3 separate regions of the Sus scrofa genome follow, and regions 2 and 3 are each linked to region 1. A link is a contact called in public HiChIP or PLAC-seq data. All regions are on one chromosome and are shown on one strand. Each heading gives the region's core, a stretch centred on a gene start, on an enhancer-like site or on the middle of the called end of the contact. The rest is flanking DNA. Distances are from core to core; before and after follow the strand shown.

Evidence for each region. HiChIP or PLAC-seq counts read pairs in DNA pulled down with a chosen protein or histone mark.
Region 2: a contact with region 1 is called in an H3K27ac HiChIP or PLAC-seq map of skeletal muscle. The contact joins the enhancer-like site here to the promoter of KIAA0355 in region 1. A contact is called at or near these places in 2 of 5 promoter capture datasets (fetal liver and liver), 22 of 47 Hi-C or Micro-C datasets (adipose tissue, alveolar macrophages, embryonic fibroblasts and 11 more) and 2 of 2 datasets of contacts at active chromatin or transcription factors (alveolar macrophages and skeletal muscle).
Region 3: a contact with region 1 is called in an H3K27ac HiChIP or PLAC-seq map of alveolar macrophages. The contact joins the enhancer-like site here to the promoter of KIAA0355 in region 1. A contact is called at or near these places in 1 of 5 promoter capture datasets (liver), 3 of 47 Hi-C or Micro-C datasets (embryonic fibroblasts, fetal heart ventricle and subcutaneous adipose tissue) and 2 of 2 datasets of contacts at active chromatin or transcription factors (alveolar macrophages and skeletal muscle).

Annotation. Positions count from the first base shown.
Region 1 is chr6:43,932,307-43,935,006 of Sscrofa11.1, forward strand. KIAA0355 reads left to right here and starts at 1,398. Exons shown (of 14, transcript XM_021094321.1): 1 at 1,398-1,500.
Region 2 is chr6:44,013,631-44,016,330 of Sscrofa11.1, forward strand. The region is part of intron 8 of KIAA0355; the gene reads left to right. Among named protein-coding and RNA genes, the nearest start is that of GPI, 23 kb to the right of the region's middle. Within about 2 kb of position 1,276, at least 3 of the 83 cell types and tissues checked have an H3K27ac peak or open chromatin away from gene starts, as enhancers often do. A contact at or near this core is called in skeletal muscle, where this site is marked.
Region 3 is chr6:44,031,238-44,033,937 of Sscrofa11.1, forward strand. No RefSeq gene overlaps it. Among named protein-coding and RNA genes, the nearest start is that of GPI, 5.8 kb to the right of the region's middle. Within about 2 kb of position 1,419, at least 68 of the 83 cell types and tissues checked have an H3K27ac peak or open chromatin away from gene starts, as enhancers often do. A contact at or near this core is called in alveolar macrophages, embryonic fibroblasts, liver and 2 more, where this site is marked.

The sequences.
Region 1 (2,700 bases), core at 148-2,647:
TTTTCTTTTTAGGACCTCACCTGTGGCACATAGAAGTTCCCCAGGTTAGGGGTCAAATTGGAGCTGTAGCTGCCAGCCACAGCCAAGCCTCATTGGAGCCAAGCTGTGTCTGCAGCCTACACTATAGCTCATACCAACGCCAGATCCTTTAACCCACTGAGTGGGGCCAGGGATCGAACGCACATCCTCATGAATGTTAGTTCGGTTCTTGACCTGCTGAGCCACAATGGGAACTCCAGAATTCCCTTCTTTTTAAGGCTGAATAATAGTCCATTGTATGGATAGACCACATTTTGTTTATCTGTTCATACATCAGTGAGCACGAGTTGCTTCACCCTTTTGATTTTTATGAATATTGTTGCTATTGAACAAAGGCATACGAATTTCCATCTTCTTTCTAGTCCTTGCCCACATTGCAGCCCAAGTAAACCCACAGCTTTGGTAAAATCATCCCTTGCTCTCAGTTAAGACTTTCTCACCACCTTAGTTTCTTGAACACAAAGCCACTAAAGACACTTGATGTTATTTTGCCATAATGTCCCTTCACTCCCTGCTTCTTCAAGTTGTTCGTTTTGGTTTTTTGTTTGTTTGTTTGTTTGTTTTTGTCTTTTTGGGGCCACATTCGAGGCATGTGGAAGTTCCCAGGCTAGGGGTTGAATCAGAGCTGCAGTTGCAGGCCTATGCCACAGCCCCCCCAACTGCCAGATCCAATTGGCGGCTGCAACCTACATCGAAGCTCAACACAATGCTGGATCCTTACCCACAGAGGGAGGCCAGGGATTGATCCCACGTCCCCATGGATATTAGTCAGATTCTTAACCCCCTGAGCCACAAAGGAAAGTCCAAGTTAGTTTTTTTTTTTTTTTTTTTTTTTTTCCCTTCTTCTTCTTCTTCTCCCTTTTAGGACCTGCTCTCTTCTGCTCTTTTCCTGAGGGAAGCATTCCCTGAACACCCTCGTTCACTAGGTCAGGGGACTCTCTCCCTCCCTCTTTCACTTTCCCCTCCTACCACTTGTCGCAATTGGCACTATATCATCAAGCGTAGCTATAACAATTTTATTGTGTTTCCACCCCTAGAGGATAAACGTATGAGGGTGAGGGCATTATCTGGTTCCTACAGTGCCTGTCGAGACCTGGCATCTAGCAAGCGCTCAATTTTTCAGTAATCAGTTTCGACAATAAATCTGTGAGAACGCAGCTGATCCCTTCCGCCCAGAGGCCAAGCCGTACTGGAGGACGAGGGTGGCCCTGCAGGCTCTGGCCGCGCGTCCTCAACCCCCACCCTGGCTGTCCCACTTGGAGGTCTTCGGTCCCTAGGGTAGAAGGTGCAGGGCCGCCCCCGCCCCGCTCGCGCAGTGGGTGGGGGAGAGTCGGCTGCCAGCCGCTCAGTGCACAGCCATTCGGCGTCCGCCTGGGGCGGGGGCGGGGCCGGCACAGAGACGTCACTTCCGGTGTACACAGCCGGTCCGGGCGGTGCGCTAGGGGCCGGGGCGCGTCGCAGGTGAGGAGCGGGCGCGAGCGGGCGCTGCCTGGTGCAGGCAGGCGGGCGGGCGGGCTCGGGGTTGGGGGCGGAGGGCGGGTAGGCGGTGGGCCGCAGGTGGGGCTGGCGACTGGACGAGCTCTCGGGGCGCCACTCCGCTCGGGGCCGCAGGGCTGTCGGCTCCCGCCCCTTGCCCGTCCGATGTGGAGGACGCCGGGCTCTGGGGGCGCTGGCCGGGCGGACGGAAGCCTGGAGGGCCCTCCCGGGTCGTGCCTGGGATCGGGGGCGCGGCGGGGAGCCAGCGGACGCGGGGCAGGGGGGCGCTCCCTCGGGCCACCAGGGCCAGGGAGGTCCGGCCAGCGCCGGACCCACTCCCGGAAGCCCGCCGAGCAGTCCAAGGAGAGACGGCGGCCTGTGAGTCCCGGGGTCCGCCGGGACTGCCTGGGGACGCGGCCCTCACGCCGCCCGCGGCTGTCGGCCAGCTGCGCTCACCTTCCCCGCCGCGCTGGTCCAGGCCGGGCCCCGAGGAACACGATTTTTCCGGCCCTTGTGAGCCCGCTGGCGCAGTCGGGCCGCGGGCGGTTCGGCGGGGACCCTGGGAGGGCCGGGGCTGAGGTTGAAGGACCCACACCCTGGGGGCGAGCGCAGGGTCAGGGGTGTGTCTTCCTGCTCTGCGCGGTGCGAGGAAAGAAGCATGCCTGGTTGGCATGATAAGAATTTTGTTTATACACCGTACAAATTTTGCCAGATAAGTACTCAGCTTTGGGGGGACACCCACTTTGAAAATAGCTTGTTTCCGCCCCTCACCCCCATTATAAAAGCATTCTCCTTCACATTCAAGACAGCATAAAAAGTACAACACTTTTTAAAGTGACAGTCATCCTCCAACCTACCACTCAGTGACAGTAACATTTTGGTGTATCAGTATATACAGAGATATATTATCGCTTTTATGGACTTCATAGTATACCATCGTATTTCAGTTCAACCAAGCCCTACTGATGAACATGTAGATTGTTTCCAGTTCGTCACAAGGTAGACAGTTCTGCCAAAAGGATTTGCCTGATTGTTGTTTTAGGATAAATGTACAAATGAGGTCAGAGGTAACATTCATTTAAAAAATATGTAGTATTATTTTTTCTTTTGTTGCAGTTTCAAAAATTATTCTCCAGCCCAATTATTTGTAACATCCGTCCATATTTGCTTCTCATTTCATGGTTT
Region 2 (2,700 bases), core at 26-2,525, 81 kb after region 1:
TTTTTTGGTAAGACTTTTGTGTTACTGAATTCTGTTTTTATTTTTATTTTTTTATTTTTTTAGGGCCGCTCCTGAGATATATGGAGGTTCCCAGGCTAGGGGTCCAATCAGAGCTACAGCTGCCAGTCTATACACCACAGCCACAGCAACGTGGGATCCGAGCCGCATCTGTGACCTACACCACAGCTCACGGCAACACCGGATCCTTAACCCACTGATCCAGGCCAAGGATTGAACCCACATCCTCATGGATACTATCTGGGGTTGTTACCACTGAACCACAATGGGAACTCCGTGTTCCTCAGTTCTTCATTTGTTTTCTAATTCAGGTTCTTATTGAAAAGTATTCAACTTAACCAGGATTCTCATTTTAAAGATGATATTTTGAACTCTTGGATAACTGAGTGACTATAAACAGCTAGTTCTAAACGGTTAACACTGCAGACTTCCGAAACTCTCCCTATGTGATTGATTTCCTTTGTCATTTCTTGCACCTCCTTGAAAAGACTTCATAGACTGTGATTACTTGGAGTGGCTCCCTCTGCTGGCTACTTTTGATAAAAAATACAAAGTTTTCATGTTTTATGTTTCACATTACAAAATATGTGCTTATTGAGAAGAACTCAAAAAGAAATGATTGCTTTACTCCATTTTGGAAAAAATGAAATTATTAGCAAAGCTAGTCAAGAATTTATTATATGCTTTGCTTTTAATAAAATGAAGTGACTAGCTGCCAGATGTTTTTTGTTTTTTGGTTTCTTTTTTGGCCACACTCATGGCATGCAGAAGTTCCTGGACCAGGGATTGAACCTGCACCACAGCCACAGCTGTAACCAGAACCTGCGCCACAGCCACAGCTGTAACCAGAGCCACAGCAGTGATAATGCCAGATCCTTAACCCACTGAGCCATGAAGGAATTCCCAGATGTTTTATTTTTTTCCCCAAAGAGAGTAATACTTTATCTAGATTTTTTTTTTTTTTTTTTTTTACCTGTCGTATTTAAGCTGTTTACCCATTCTTTCTTTCAGCAAATATTTACTGAGTACCTACTATGTGGCAGGCACAGTTCTAGGCTCTGGGAATTTAACCATGAGTAGGACAGACAGGGTCCCTGTCCCTAACAGAGCTGGCTTCACAATGGCATGGGGGTCGGGGAGGGGACAGCTGATAAGCTATATGAGTTAAGTTCAAACACTGGCAAGCGGCTGAGGGGAGTGAGAGTAGAATGACATCATGTGATAGAGAATAACTGGGGTAGAGCTGGCAGGAGGAGGCTATTTTGGATGAGGAGGTCAGTCACGAAGGGTCTCTTTGACGATGTGACATTTGAGAGGAGCCAGCCATGCAGAGAGCAGGTGCTTTCCCCAAAGCATTCCAGGTAGAAGGAACAGCAAATGCAAAGGCCTGCGGAGTAAAGCCGCATGGCTGGAGATACACTAGGTGGTGGTGGAGACTGAAAGAGAAGCTGGGACTTGCAGTGTCCCTGAGGGACTTGGCTTTTATCTAAGAAAGGATAAAGGCTTTCAAACCAGTCCCGGCGATTTGTCAAAAGAAGGGATTTAGTCTCTTAAGGGGATTTTATTGATCAACTCTCAAGACTGATGAATAAAATAAAAATGCCGATTTGTTGATTTTTAGAAAGAAAAATGATTGCCAGGAATTATAGTACTCCTTTCTGCATGACCAGAAGATGCTCTCCTAGTGGGCAAACCTGTAACCAGCCAGATCACAAACAGAAGTTGAGTTGGGAACATATAGCAAGTGTGTCCAGGTGACCGTTGATTCCAGGTTGAGAGAATTGGGTGCATGAACCTCGGCCAGGTCCGCTGGCCAGGAGTCCCTCACAGGTGACCAGGGTCTGGTTGGGCACTGGCAGAGCTTACCTTGTTTGTTTGTTTGTTTTTAAATAAATTTCATTTGAGTATAGTTGACTTAGAAAATTGTGTTAGTTTCAGGTGTACAGCAAAGTAAATCATTCTTTTTCAGATTCTTTTCCCACATGGGTTATCATCCAGTATTGAGTAGATTACCCTGTGCTATATAGTAGGTTCTGGTTACCCATATGTTTTGTTTGTTTGTTTGTTTGGTTGGTTTTTATAAGCAAGCTTTTTTTTTTATTAGAGTAAGTTGACTTATAGTGTTGTGACAATTTCTGCTGTACAGCATAGTGACCCAGTCATACATATATATACATTGTTTTTCCCATCCTGTCTTCCATCATGTTCTGCCCCAAGAGATTGGCTATAGTTCCCTGTGTTATGCAGTAGGACCTCACTGCTTATCCATGCTAAGTGTAATAGTTTGCATCTACCAACCCCACACTCCCTGTCCTTCCCACTTCCTCCAGAGCTTGCCTTGTTGCTCACTTTTTCCAGTGTTTCTGAGGTTGGCCACCTCACATTCTCATGGCTCTCTTTCTTCACCAGCCAAAATCATGTTGCGAGGGCTTGCTGCCTCCTTAGGAAGGCTTTACAAGTATCAGTTTCACCATTTAACTCTCTGCCAGGTTCCCCCTCTCAGAAAAGGCCTCTTGGTGGAGGTGCCCTGGATGGGCAGTGGAGACCCGAATGGTAGGAAGCAGCTCAGTGGGGAGTAGTCTGGGCAAAGGTGACGAGAGCTAAGGTCCTGAGATGTGGGTGGGCCCAACATATTCAGCACGTGTGAGAAGGCCTCGAAGCTGGAATAAGGTGACGGCACAG
Region 3 (2,700 bases), core at 169-2,668, 99 kb after region 1:
CTTAGGCAAATGGAGTAAGGAGGCATTAATATATAACCTACCAGTATAAGTACCACGCAGGCTTCTTTCTGCTGAGATGCCCAGAAGCCGACTATAAGGACTAAGTCCCAGAGCCTTCTTAGTACACCTCAGGACAAGGCTGCTTAGTAAAGCCGTGTTGCATGAGTATGCTAAGGAATACGCTGGAAGTTCATATTAAAATGCTCACAGAGGAGTTTCCAGGTGGCACAGTTGGTTAAGGATCCCGCAATGTCACTGCTGTGGCACTGGTTCAGTCCTTGTCCTGGAAACTTCCACATGCTGCAGGTGCGGCCAAAAAAAGATTTTTTAAATAAAAACTAACATTCTAGACAGAAAAATACATTTTATTCAAACTATTTAAAACTAGTACCTTAAAAAAAAAAAAAAAAGGAGTTCCCGTCGTGGCGCAGTGGTTAACGAATCCGACTAGGAATCATGAGGTTGCAGGTTCGGTCCCTGCCTTTGCTCAGTGGGTTAACGATCCGGCGTTGCCGTGAGCTGTGGTGTAGGTTGCAGACGCGGCTCGGATCCCATGTTGCTGTGGCTCTGGGGTAGGCCGGCGGCTACAGCCCCGATTCGACCCCTAGCCTAGGAACCTCCATGTGCCGCGGGAGCGGCCCAAGAAATGGCAAAAAGACAAAAACAAATAAAAAAAACTAGTACATGATGGTTCTTCACCAATTTCTGATTCACCACAGTGGTGGGGACAGAAGAGAAGTCCCATAGCCTCAGCTCCATGCCAGGTGGGTGGGGATGGAAGCAGGACAGATGTTCACCTGAACCTCAGGAGAGTCCTTGGGGGCTTTGGCTTAGCTGAGAAATAAAGCAGAACACACAGGCAGGGGAGGTCCTTATTAAGCCGCTGACCTTACTTTTCCACCTGGGGGATCCTGGGACAGTGGGGTTTCCAGCTCTCGGACTAGCTGAAACACTGCATCCCAACCGTGGTGCTGTGAAAGGATGGCCCTCTGTGAACTGTGTGACCCCTCTTGTGATCTACTTCCTGATCTGGAGACAAAGAAGAAACATACCCTTCCAAAGGCCAGCTCCTCGACTGCCAAAAAGCCATGTATGTGAACAATGTGACTTGTCAGGCTCCCATTTGTTTGAGCAGACAAATACTACGACGCAGTACGCGCTGCGAGCCTCCAGGGGGCGCTCGCTTCCTCGTCCCCGGTGCTCCTCGCCCGCGCACGCGCAGACCGCCCCACCCGGACTATGCGCACATGCGCGCACACGTCCATCCCAGACGTGCGGGTAAAGGCGTCTGCTAGTCTCCGGTCAGCTGCCCTCGCCCCTCCCGGCGCGGAGACATGCGCATACGTGCGCCCTTGGACGTGCAAGCCCGCACGCACACGCGTGCGCACCCCCTTCCCCCCACTACCTGTTAGGATCCCGCCTTCCCTGCGTAGACACGTGCGCGCCGCCCCTCGGGAGAGCAGGGGACAGCGCCGGAAGATCCGCGGAGTTCTCGCGAACCGCGATTCTTCGCGCTTTCCTGGTAACTCTGACTCAGCACCCTCTGTGGGTGCGCCTCCCTGGAACAGCTCGCGAAAATCCGTCAGCGTGTATCGCCCCACACATAACCTCCTTCAAATTTGGGCCTCAGAACTTCTGCCGCCCTGTCCCTGAACCTCCTTTGCCCTTGTCCCGGTGTTATCCCTTAGTCTCCAGGTCCTGCCTAACCCCTGTCCAGCCGCCCCGATTTAAGCCCTGACTTAAGTTTACCCTTCGATCCATTTCTCTCTCCCAGGTGATGCCATCTTAATGAGGCACTTGAAGGTGCCTGCCACTGGAGCAGTCTCTTGAATTTTCTGAGCCAGATTTATTTTTGATTGTGGTTGTCAGCCTCTTGAAGCCTCCAAGCTTCCCTTCCCTCGGATTATGACCCCTAAAATGTGCGGTTTGCACGCAGGGCTTGATATAGCATATGGTGCTGAGTATGGTGATGGTGGTAGAAATACAGGTGTAGCTTTTGTCAGAATATAAAATTACCTTAATATTTTTCCAAACCACAGACCCCACACACACCCCATACTCCAATGTCCGATCACACTGCCACCAGTGCACCTTTCCTGGTGGCTTCCTCCCCACTGCCCTACATAGATCCTTAGATCTAGTCAAGGACGCCAGTGTTAATCCCGTGGTTGAATTCTCCTGCCTCTGCCTTTGCCCTTGCTGCTGTCCTGTTAGAGGTGCCATTCTTGGCCAATTCCACTTGTAAAATTCTACCCAAACATCAGATGCAATATCATTAAGGCCCAATTGATGTTAAAACAGGGCTGGGATGGTGGGGAGGGAAAGGAGGGACTGCCCACACTTTGCTGCACATTTTTCCTAAAGCTGAAGAGTCAGAAAGTGGCAGGCAGGACAGGGTTGTGATTAAGAACAAGGCTCAAGGGAGTTCCTGTTGTGGTTCGGCGGTAACACACCCGACTAGTATCCATGAGGACTCGGGTTCAATCCTGGCCCCCACTCAGTGGTTAAGGATCAGGTGTTGCCCGGTCACAGATATAGCTTGGATCTGATGTGGCAATGGCAATGGCTGTGGCATAGGCCAGCAGCTCTGATTTGACCCCTAGCCTGGGAATTTACATGTGTCGCAGGTTCACCGACACCCCCCCCCCCCAAATCCAAAATCCAAATCCAACTGCAGTGGCTGGGGTCGCTGCGGAGTGG